Linked DNA regions of Mus musculus: regions 1 and 2 are each linked to region 3. The links are chromatin contacts, called in public promoter capture Hi-C maps. All regions are on one chromosome and are shown on one strand. The core of a region is the stretch at or near the end of the contact, and the rest is flanking DNA. Distances in the headings are between cores, read along the strand shown.

What was found. Promoter capture Hi-C pulls out the DNA fragments that hold promoters and counts their contacts.
Region 1: a contact with region 3 is called in a promoter capture Hi-C map of the 3T3-L1 cell line, with 2.7 times the contacts expected there. The contact joins the enhancer-like site here to the promoter of Dynlt3 in region 3. A contact is called at or near these places in 3 of 39 promoter capture datasets (the 3T3-L1 cell line and 3T3-L1-derived adipocytes), 1 of 484 Hi-C or Micro-C datasets (adipose-derived mesenchymal stem cells) and 3 of 9 other capture datasets (adipose tissue, embryonic tail and pancreatic islet).
Region 2: a promoter capture Hi-C map of the 3T3-L1 cell line shows a contact between it and region 3, with 2.0 times the contacts expected there. The contact joins the promoter of Sytl5 here to the promoter of Dynlt3 in region 3. A contact is called at or near these places in 2 of 39 promoter capture datasets (the 3T3-L1 cell line and the HPC-7 cell line) and 1 of 9 other capture datasets (pancreatic islet).

Annotation. Positions count from the first base shown.
Region 1 is chrX:9,808,594-9,812,535 of GRCm38.p6, reverse strand. It overlaps a transcript of Sytl5 not described here. Among named protein-coding and RNA genes, the nearest start is that of H2ap, 36 kb to the left of the region's middle. Within about 2 kb of position 2,050, at least 8 of the 459 cell types and tissues checked have an H3K27ac peak or open chromatin away from gene starts, as enhancers often do.
Region 2 is chrX:9,883,662-9,887,527 of GRCm38.p6, reverse strand. It overlaps Sytl5 (synaptotagmin-like 5), which reads right to left and starts at 1,907. Exons shown (of 17, transcript NM_177704.3): 1 at 1,749-1,907. The coding sequence starts at 1,867.
Region 3 is chrX:9,660,473-9,664,287 of GRCm38.p6, reverse strand. Dynlt3 (dynein light chain Tctex-type 3) reads left to right here and starts at 1,305. Exons shown (of 5, transcript NM_025975.5): 1 at 1,305-1,419; 2 at 3,267-3,308. The coding sequence starts at 1,390.

The sequences.
Region 1 (3,942 bases), core at 801-3,300, 150 kb before region 3:
CTGAGTTGACCAGTAAGCCAGAGTTCAGAAAGAACTAGAAATGGTGAGCTTACTCAGCAGTGGGTTTCTGAGATGACATTACATCAGGCAAATAAAAGTTACTTTTAGGGGTTGGGGTTTGGGGGTTGGGATACATGTGTCAAAACTATGAAACTGTATCTTTTTAGTGGACATCCTATGCTGTATATAAACAGTTTAAAAATGAAAATAAAACACTCACATAATATACTGATTTTTTTTGAGGTTGCTCAAGTATGTCATATTTTCTCAGGCCTCTAGGCTAATATTATAGTGTTCTTTCCCCAGGACATGCCTTAGCCTCATTGTGTTTCCATCTTCACATAGTGAACTCTGTCTCCCTCCTTTAAAATTAGCTTCCTGGGGCCATGGCTCATCAGTTAATAGCAATCACACTTCTTGCAGAGGAGTGGAGTTTGATTCTCAGATCCAGATGGTGGCCCACAATCTCTCTGGCCTACAAGGCCACTAAGCACAAATGTGGTGCACAAACAAAGACACAAATAAATTTACCACTAGCTATGATAAAGCTTTCACATAAAATCTGTAGCAGCTGACCTCTTAATTCCTGTGTGTGTGTGTGTGTGTGTGTGAGAGAGAGAGAGAGAGAGAGAGAGAGAGAGAGAGAGAGAGAGAAACAAAGAGACAGCGAGGTGCCAGCAGACAAACAGACAATAGAAATTGAATCTAAGGCCTCCCTCATGTAAAATGGTCCTCGAGTGTACAAGAAAGCAGAGGCCCATGAGAAATACTGCAAGCAGTTTTCTTCCATGGTTTCTGCTTGATATTGCTGTTCTGTCTTCCCTCAGTGGTGGAATGCAACCTGTAAATGAAATAAATTTGTTCTTCTCCTAAGTTGCTTTTGCTCAAGTGTTTTGATGCAGCGATAAAAAGAAGCTATAACATGTCAATAATACTCTTACACTGTGCTAAATCCACAGACCATTTTATTTATTTTTACGTTGAGACGAGGTCTGTTTAAGTTGGGAAGGCCAGCCTTCAAATCCCTCTGTTGACCATGACAACCTTGAGCTTGAGACCTCTCTGTCTTAGCACTACAGATGGAATTACAAGCCTTCACTACCAGGTTTGGCTTGTTGTTATTTTACTCTCTAGTCCAGGCTTCTCTGCAACTCACTATGTAGTTAAGTCTCGACTTGAACTTGTAAAACTGCTCAGCCTTGAAAATACAGGAACTCTACGCATGTATCTAACACATGTGGTTCATGTTCTTTTCATTGCTTCTACAGAATTCCATACACATAGAAAAAAATCACTAAGACATTTGTTCATGTTTTGTGCACATCAGACAACAAGGTCTGAATTGTAAGTTCCCACTAGTATCCAAATAATGTGGATACTGAGAATTGTCCCAGAGTGTTGGCCATGACTCTGGAGAAAAAAAATTCCTCGCGGACTTTTGGGATAGCATTGAAAATGTAAATGAGGAAAATACCTAATAAAAATAAAATAAAATTAAAAAAATTCCTCAAGGATTCCACTTCAATTCAGTCTCTGAAATATGGTATGTGTTATCACTTGAAAGCAGATTAGCAGTCTTCTGGTTTAAGCAAAGTGAAAATACAACAACAATCATAAAAACTTTTCCAACCCTCCAAATCCCTCAAGTATCAGTTCTCTTTCCTTACAGGTCACAAATTATCTCTAACTCACATAATAGACGTGAACCAAAACACTTGGCTCATCTAATGAATTAGTGAATTCTACATTGCTCCAGGGACACAATAAGTAGGACATAACTAGAATGTGTAAGCAGAACACTCAATTATTTCATGTTGATTTCATGTCCGAAATTATTTCTTACCATGACAATTGTTCAAAAATAAGAAAGACTATTTCAATTTTCATATACATTTCATGTGACTGGAGCACTTAAAAGAGCTGACCAGCCAGCCATATGCCATGGAACAGAAAATGAATATGATGCTAACTTAAATCCCAGTGTTCTGAGCCTATTCATTGTTCCATTTCACAATCTAGCACAGACTCTGTCAGATATTATTTCCAAATAACATATGGTATAAGATAGCATTCATTCCACTGACTCATTTTTATATTACTCAGCCACTACACTTGCCCCAATCCACTTTTATGGCTTTTTCTTTGTTTTGAGTATTTTTATGGTTTTTTTTTTTTTTACTTTTTTCTTCTTATTATGAAATTTTTTCACTGTGGAGAAAACAGAACTTGAATGAAAGGAGACCCATGAGTCAGAATCTGTTGTGGTTGACGATTGAGGGCCCAGAAGCTGAGGTCAGACATCTCTTTGTTGCAACCCTATGCCTGCCAAATCTGTAACTTTAAATTCTTTAATGTTTCTTAGTTTAAGCTTTCTTATCTGTATAATTTGCATAGTGTTCCTTTTTTCACAAATGTCATAAGAATTAAACAATATAATGCATGCAAACCATCTAGTTCATACAAAATGTTTATTATATATTACCTTGTTCTTCAGTTCCTACAGTTGATAATCAAAATATCCAGGTGTAGAAGGTCATTCGTATAAGCCCCACTTAGGAGGCAGAGGCAGAGGCAGAGGCAGGAGGATTGCTCCAAGTTTGAGGCCACCCTAGCCTATAAAATGACACCCTGTCTCAAACAATAATAGCAAAACAAAGCATTCTGGCATCAATCCCAAGCAATTTTGAATTGAGTTCAAAATTTTTAAATGTTGAAAAATCATTTAGAATGGGCTGACACGGTATGTTCACCTTCTAATGCCTAATGCTAAGATTTTGTTGAAAACTCAGTAACTTTTGTGCAATGGTGAAATGATCCAGGAGATTTTCATTGGAAAGGTTTGTTTTCCCTCAAAAGATTTAGATGATCTTTGACTCAAAACACTTACATTTTCTATTTCAAAATTAACCACAAAAAAGCAAAGGACATTCCAGAAGTTGTTTTCATTATAGCAGCAGTTATATAATCAAGGAGGTTCTTGCCAAAGTCAAGGACTTTAAGAAATTAATTCAAACACAGAAATGGGAGCAAAGGCATTTTTTGTCATTGAAATCACCAAACCATCACATACCTGTGAAGCATTAGTCACCTATGACAATAAGATATGTACTCTGACTCATGCTGTCTTTTCTGATAACATTTAAATGGCTGAATTTTCCCAAGCTGAAGTTCAACCAGAGATATTTACTCTATAATTCTCTATCAAGTATTCTTTAGTTATTTTGGCAATGCCTGGAGTTTCAGTTAGTGAAGTAAAGCAGGCTAGCAGTCAGCTGTAGAGGGACAACTCTGGTGTCTTCGCATGTGAAAATTCTTATGTAATTTTTTGTTCACTTTTTTAAACATGGTTTCATGTAGCTCAAGCTGGCATTTGAATTCACTATGTAACTGAAGCTGCTCTTGAATTCCCATGTATCACCCTATCCTACAAGGAATGCAACTTGAATTTTAAAATATCTAACCATTTGAAATACAAGGTTGCTTTTCATATGTAAGGTTCTAAATTATACAAGGCTGAAGCATGTCAGTTCCACCATGGAAAATATCAATCCACAAGTAAATTATGGAGCATCTATGATGGCTCTGCCATTCTAAGGCCAAGGGAAGTTAAAAAAATGTTGACTGATCAAGCTAGTCAACATTCCTGTCCAGTCAACATTCCAGTATGTATAGGGACATTTAATATGATAAATGTAAGCATATTTAACATGGCATTTTCCCTTGAAAAAGTGCGTGTATTAGTTTTCTTTTGGTAACTATAATGAATTTCCTGAGGCTGGGAATTTATAAATAAATAGAAGAGGTTTTATTTATGTTAACTATTCATATTAAATGTCCCAACATTCCAGTATGGATAGGGGAGTGTCTCATAAGGCCACACTCCTAACTGAAGAGCTATAAGCAGCTAATAGATGTGGAGAAAGAAGAATCATTTTTTTTCTT
Region 2 (3,866 bases), core at 658-3,157, 220 kb before region 3:
ACCTTCTTAACCCCTGAACCATCTCTCCAGACTACCTCATGTTGGGGTTTCTGTTAATGTATTAAGAAGCTTTGTGGCAATTCTATTAAGATCAGAATAAAATGTTTACCAATCTACATGTCCAGTCCAATAATTCTCTGGAATTTCTACAGAGGCGGTGAGTCTGCAGACTTTTGAGGTCAAACTTATTTCATTCTTAGTGCTAAAGTGATAAAATTTGGAGAAAAAATAGCTTTGCAGATTAAAATTTTATAGAGTATTAAAAGAATGTTATTCTTTGCACTCATTGGCCTCCTTGGCTTCCAGGTGGAATGTATTATTCCTGAAATCACATTTAATTCATTTGAACCAAATGTTTGTCTTATTTGCTTTTCTCTAATCTTTCTGCCTGCAGGACTGAAATAAACGAATGAACTACTTACAGGCAAACTAAAAGATGGAAGGCAGTTTCTTGGCTGGGATGTATGAGTTATTAGTGTACTAAGGTCAGGGCTTACTTAGTGGCCCATTCCAGTGGAACTAGGCATGTGGAACAAAACAATAAATTTGTGCTTTAGAGTTTCAGTCTCCATGCAGAGATCAACTTAAAAAACTTTCTGTCCTCCTTTAAATGTTTGATAAAAGTCATAGTAACTTTGGATAATGGCATACAGCTAACAGGTCAGAACTGCCATTCAATGCCAGGCTAGAGAAATATATTCTGTTCTGTTCCATTTTCCTGATGGGGAGTAGTAAGGCCATGAGTGTGTTCTCAGCAGGGTCACCCAAACAGCTATAGGTTTTTAAAATGCACCTGTTATAGACTGTTTCTAGGCATTGCATGGACACTTATTCAATCACCAACTGAGGAGAACTTGGCTTATCAATAAGAGACCTGCACTAGATTGGAACCATTCATTTTCTGTCATGGAGGTGGGGAGGGGTTCACCAAGTCCTGCTCATTCCTGAGAATGTATACATTTAACAGTTAACATTTTCTAGAGGAGAAAGCTCATGAGACCACCCCATGTTCTAGAATTGAACATGCTCTAGAATTCGGGAGGAGCCGATTTCCCAAGCATATTTATAAGCTTCCTTAATCTTTGCATCAGTGCTAAGGGGAGCAACGTTATCATTATTGTCTTATTGATGACAAATCTAAATCAGGAAAATTGGGTGTAGTGGTATCCAGTTCTTCTCTAAGTGGAACAAAATTACCAGAGATGATAAAATTAAAAATATTTGAGCCAGGCAGGGGTGGTGCACACTGGAGACCAGGCTGTGCTCCCTAACCCTACAACCACCTATGTTCCTACCACCATGGACAGAAAGGGCTCCAGCCCATAATCCTTTCCTCACCATGATGGATGATATTCTCTAAACTAGAAACCAAGTTAATATCCATTTACTTGCTTGTATAGTTACAGTGATGTAAACATAACTAAAACCACAGCAAGTTGCTTAAATATCATACAGGCCATTCCAGAGTTGGTACTCAAAAATGGGCAGTCTTTCTTCTTAGCTACTAGGTTTGCTGTTGGAAAATGGGTGCCTTCATATCACCAGCATCCTATTATCAGCTGATCTCCATCCTCTTTAGCTAGATGGCACAGAGCCAAAGATATTTTCAAATATTTGGGCTACATCAGGAAAGCCATAAAGTCCCTGATCAATATCTGTCTCCAATGAGACTATCAAATTCCACATCAAAATTACTGAAAACAAATAGAAAGCAGTTGAATAAAGGCAAAAGAAAAAATTCACATCACCTTATCCTCTTGTCTTCCACCTTTTTCAAATATTCATCTCTCTTTAGGACTCCCAGTATCATTTCCTTCTCATGATCTAATAAAAATGACAGATTGATGAACTCCGAGTTCTTAGACATGGTACTTCAGCAGCAGCTCTGTGTAGCAGTGGTTGAATCTTCCAGAAAGTGAACGAATATTTACTGTTGTTAAGGTTTCTCCTGCTCAACCTAGTGTCCAAGATGTTCAATTTAAAGGGTTTTCTTTCAAGGACTCTGCAGTTTTGTTGACAAGTGCTGGGTATTCATTCACATTACAGAGAAAACATATTCAACTGAGATTGCAGTCTATGAAAATCATTATTATTTCAACAGAAAAATTCTCTAAAGCATTTGCTGTGTAGACAGTCAGCAGCTAAGATTCACTAATGATGCTGAACTTTGAGCTCTCAAAAAGCTTCAGAACAGGACTCAATTCCTCCGGGCCCAGAATGTAGAAAAAACTGAAAAGGTGGACAAAGCAGAGAAAAATTAATTAGGTCATACCACACATAGCACTTGTTCAACTATTTAATTTTTGAAATATCAGTGTACCTAGCTCAAACACAACTTTCAAATTAATAAAAATACACAGACTGGGATTTGTACATGTTTGTGTGTGTGCATGCACATGTGTGCTGCACACACACACACACACTTAATACAAGTCCCAGTTCTAGATAATTACTGTACGTGTTAGAACACATCCCTTTCAAATAGAAAGAACAAGCATACTAAACACCAAATGGACCTAGACTATTCCTCTTGACAGCATAAGCTCACCTGGCCCTCCATCACATCCTTAGCTTTAGTTTTATACTTGGATTCTCAGAGTATAACCACATAAGAATGGTAATTCTTACAGTTGTTTGCCAGATTTGGGCATTGCTATCTTCCTGAGATACTGTCCCTCAGGTCTCCTTCACACCTATGAACAACAAGCTAGGCAGTTTCCTTGGCTCTTGTCAGGCTTTTAGTCATAACGATCTATTGAAAGGCTGCTATGAGAAAGTCTACCCACGAGGTCAAACCAACCTTTAAAAAAAATGTTAGTTGATTCAAAAGGATAGGATCTCTTCCAGAGCCTCTTTAACTCTTCAAAGAGTTTGTGTTGTATTCAGTGTACACCAACCAGAACTCCAAACTGAAGTGGGTCTTATAGACCACAAAGTAGCTCCATTTGAGCTAATGTCCCAGGTCCTTTCAGACTGGATTTATTCAAGGCCTTTTGCCAATCTGCAAAGGCCATTAGATAAGGAGAAGAAGAAGAAGAAGAAGAAGAAGAAGAAGAAGAAGAAGAGGAGGAGGAGGAGGAGGAGGAGGAGGAGGAGGAGGAGGAGGAGGAGGAGGGGAAGGGAAGGGAAGGGAAGGGGAAGAGGAAGGGGAAGGGGAAGGGGAAGGAAGGGGAAGGGGAAGGGGAAGGGGAAGGGGAAGGGGAAGGGGAAGGGGAAGGGGAAGGGGAAGGGGAAGGGGAAGGGGAAGGGGAAGGGGAAGGGGAAGGGGAAGGGGAAGGGGAAGGAGAAGAAATTAAGAGGAAGCAGCAAGGGCAAGGGAGACCCTACAGAAAATGTAATGCTTAGAATTTTCTATCAGTGTCAGCTGCTGTCTCCCCAAATAAACTTGCTTTTCCATCCTTTTGTGTCTCATCTGGCTTTAAACTGAAATAGAAAAAATACATAAATTGGAAATTCTGTGACTGAATAGATCATCTTTCTAATTGGTGTTCACTTACAACATACTTTACGCTTAAAATGTCAGACTAGTATGTTCTCCACATATATTTTACAGAGTGTATTTTTTTAATACTCAAGGGGTTGAAAAATGCTTGAGTTATATTAAGTTATGCATGTCTTGAGCTGAAGATAGAAGTCTACCCTCTCCAAATCTCTGAGTTTGTCCTGTGGCCAAATAAATGAAGAGAGGGCTGACAAAAGGAAGCAGTGGGTAAAGTGCTTGCTACCAAGCCTGGCAATGTGAGTTTGGTCCCCAGGACTCCATAGTGGAAGGGGTGAACTGACTCCAGTGAGCTGACCTGTACATGTACATGACCCACGAACCCCTCCACCTCAAACCCCGAATAAGTAAACACATGTGAAAATGG
Region 3 (3,815 bases), core at 56-2,555:
ATTCCTGGTTATAAAACAAAACATAAACATCATTATTTCAGTTCCTCCTACTTGGGTCTTTTGTTACTTGTAGCCAAAGGAACATATTAATAAAATTACAATGATTTAAAGTAAATTCTCAAAACTATTTGGTATTTTTCCAGTTGAAAGATCATTGAAGTTTGCGTATGGAATGTATGGAGTGTTTCCTTGAATGTATGTGCATCATATGTGCTTAGAGCCTGAAGAGGCCAGAAAAAGGGGTTGGGCCCCCTTGAACCAGAGATACAGACAGCCTATAGGCAATACATGGGTACTGAGTACCAAACCTAGGTCCTCTGCAAGAGTAGTGAGTGCTAACTTCTTAGCCATCTCCCCAGCCCCAATCACTTTGCTTTTTGCAATGACCCATAATAGAAGAGCCAGTACTGCAAAAATCACAGTATCAAGGTTGATTCAATAGTCACAAATTGAGAGTGGTGAATTGGGGGACCTGAGGATTTAGTTACTGTCTATATAGGCTTCAAGTTACTTCATGTCTCTTAATTCCTGTTCTACTTTTAAAGTAATAGAAAGGGATTAGAAAACTAAGGAACCTTCTGACTTTGATAGTGGGGAACAAAATAGAAGTCATTGTGTTGGGCTGAATATCCCCACCACCATCACCAGACATATCCACATTTGAATCCCAGTACACGGCAATGCCCTACCTTGCATGGCAAAAAACATTTTGTACATGTGGTTAGAGCTAATACAGGAGAGGTGGTGGTGGCTTTGAAGCTGTAGGAATATAGGTAGTTACTACAAGTTGAAGAGGGACATCAACTTTAGGAGTTGTGTGTACTGTATCTTATTTGATCCTTATAACGAGTCTCCAAATAGAGGGATTTATGTTATGGGAAAACTGAATCTTGTGTGTGTGTGTGTGGGGGGGGCGGGTGTATATTTTTCAAAGTCAGTAACTAGTACGGAGAGAAATCGAAGTTCCTTGCTCAGCTGCTACACTCGCTTGCTGGATAACTGTGGATGAACGAATTTTGTGCACATGGCCACTGCAGGAAGCCCAAAATCACCTGTGCTAGCTAACTTTCCCCATGGAAGCTCTTTGAGGTCTTAACGTGTGTCCCTTATTTTCAGAAGACTAGCCTGGTCTTAAGTGCACTTAAAACCTAGCAGGGGTACCCTTAGCCCCGCTAAAGGGCTCAACTCAAACAGAGCCCCTCCTCCCTGTCCTTTAACCCCGCCCTCCCTGCTCTTTTAACCCCGCCCTCCCTGCTGTTTGCGTCAGAAAAGCAGGGCCTGCGTAAACGCCCTGGGTCTGGAGTGGAGGCGGGGCCTCCCCAGAGGCCAGTGCGCAGCTGAGGACCTGGACAGAAGGCTTGCTCCGCCCCCAGGACTCAGAAAGCCACCATGGAGGGGTACCAACGGCCCTGCGATGAGGTACCGCCCCTCTGGCGCCAGGAAAAGCCCCTCAGCTCTCTCTGACTGGCTGTGGGGACACTGCGGGGTGGTCTCTTAGTTCTGGGAGAGTTAAGATGCAGCTTCTCTTTAGCCTGGGTCTGCTCCGTGCGGCCTGGATCCTTCTTGCCCTTAGGCTTCTCGCTCTCCCCGCCCCTCCCCCGCCCCTGAGATCCTTAGGGTGGGCAGATCGTCGCTCTGGCCTTAGTGAGCAAAAGCGCTTGGGGGCAGTCGTCAGGGTCTGCAAGGGCCGAGAGGTTGTAGGGAAGGCCAGAATTTGGGTTACATAGGCAGGCAGGCGTGGGCGAGCCCCGCCCGTTTGCGATCAGGGCCTGGGAAACCCGTCTTCTCTCTGCTTCCTCCACCCCTTTGGGCCTCCTTGTGCTGGTGCTGCAAGGTGGCTCTAGTCCCGGGAATTCTTCCCAGGAAAGGCTAGAGGAAGTGCTTTATGGATTAAGAGCCCTTGCTCACTGATTCATGTTTCCCTAAGCCTCACCAGAACTCCATGATGTCGGTTAGTTTCCTGTTACAGAAGGTAACCGACTTTTCATGGCGACAAAGTGATAGGCCCCAAGTGAAAAGAATGACAGGTGTTCCATTTGAACCCAGGTCTCTGGCTTCATACTTAAGCCCTTATTTCAAGGAATTTGAGGATGAGGGCTGTTGAATTGTTGCACAGCCTGTAAGAGTTTGCAAGGACAGCGTAGACAGAGATGTTCTGCACCTCCTAGCAAAGGTGCAATGGGATCTATTTTGCACTACTTCCTAAATACATGTAATTTCAAAAGAAATTGGAGTGAAGACATAGTCCTAGTGTGCTTGGCTAGCACAGGAGACGCCCTGAGCCCAGAAGAGACAGAGATGCGTCCATAGTATTAGGCGACTTTCCAAACTGTGGTGAAATGTGTATCTTTTATTTCTTAGGCCAATTTTTGGATGGGATTTTGAAGTAAAAATGATATTTTATCACAGGCCCAAACTATGAGACCTTTTTTCATAATGCCTCCAACAATTTAGATTTTCGTTCCTTTTTTTTTTTTTAGGAGAATGGTGGGAAATTGTATAGAATAATTAATAGAATTAAAATATGGAAATCTATACTTAAAGCATAACTCAGGAGTTGACTTGTTTCAAGTAGTTTGAAGTTCCCTAGTGGTTTTTAAAGCACAGAAGTGCTGTGCTGCTTTCCCAGTGCACTCAGCATACCTCCCTGGAAGTCATTTGGTGATACCTAAAGCATCGTGCCTTGTATTTCAGGCTTATCACATAACCTAGTTCTGCACTAGAGGACACGTAGATGCTACTGAAAATCCTTCTTAACCTAAGATTCTAACAAGCTGCTCCAAAAAGTATATACCAATTTATATAATTAGAATAACATAAATTTCTAATGACAGAGTATTGCTGTAATCTTATAATTGGGAAAGCAATGGTTTGACTCACATCAGTTCAAAATAAACTTGAAAATGACAGTTGAGCATACTCTTCTTATGGCCCACTTTAGCTGAAATGATTTCCTGTATACTGATAGCACACAACAGACATCAGTAATAGCTGCTGAATACCAATTTCTTAAGCTTTATTATACAACGATTATCTAGAATAATCAATACACTCACTATTGTAAAAGCACTTTTCAAAATGGTATTTGCCCAGGTTCTGCCCAATTCTAATGGCTCCAAATTCATAGGGAATAGGTGCAGGATCCTCAGGAGACCCAATACTCCTAGCACTGTGGTCTTCTGTCACTATGGTTTTCTTAGGCCAGATGAGAGTATCCTGAATATTGCCTATGCTCAAAGCAGTTTTATTGTGTGTTTTCTTCTTAGGTTGGCTTCAATGCTGATGAAGCCCATAATATAGTCAAAGAGGTGAGTTGATATTTGCTGTTATCGCAAAGCCTGTTGTGTTGATGGAAATATCTTAAATCCAGTTTTGATTTGTCAGGCCAATGCTAGAGATGTTAATGTTAAGACACCACGATGTAAAAGATGTCTTCCTTCTTTGTAGTGGTGTGTATGCAGGGCATGCACTGAGGCTTAGTTGGACCTTTTTCTGAAAGTCACGCTAAAGCTGTTTCAAGTCTACAGAAAGAAAGATCCTGAAGACCCTTATTGATTCGAGTGTTGTCAATATAGACTACACTGTGGGTGAGGTACTTTAAGAGCTCTCTAAAGAATCATCATTAGCTCTGCCAAATCCTAGGTTAAAGACAAAACCCTGAGCTGGCTCAGGAGACTGGCTTCAATTGCAGGTGTGGCTATTGGGACCTGTGTCCTAACAAGCCCTGACGCCCTGACTTGAGTTCTGTCTGGGCAGGATTGACTCCACCTTCTGGGCCTCGAGTGTGTGTGTGTGTGTGTGTGTGTGTGTGTGTG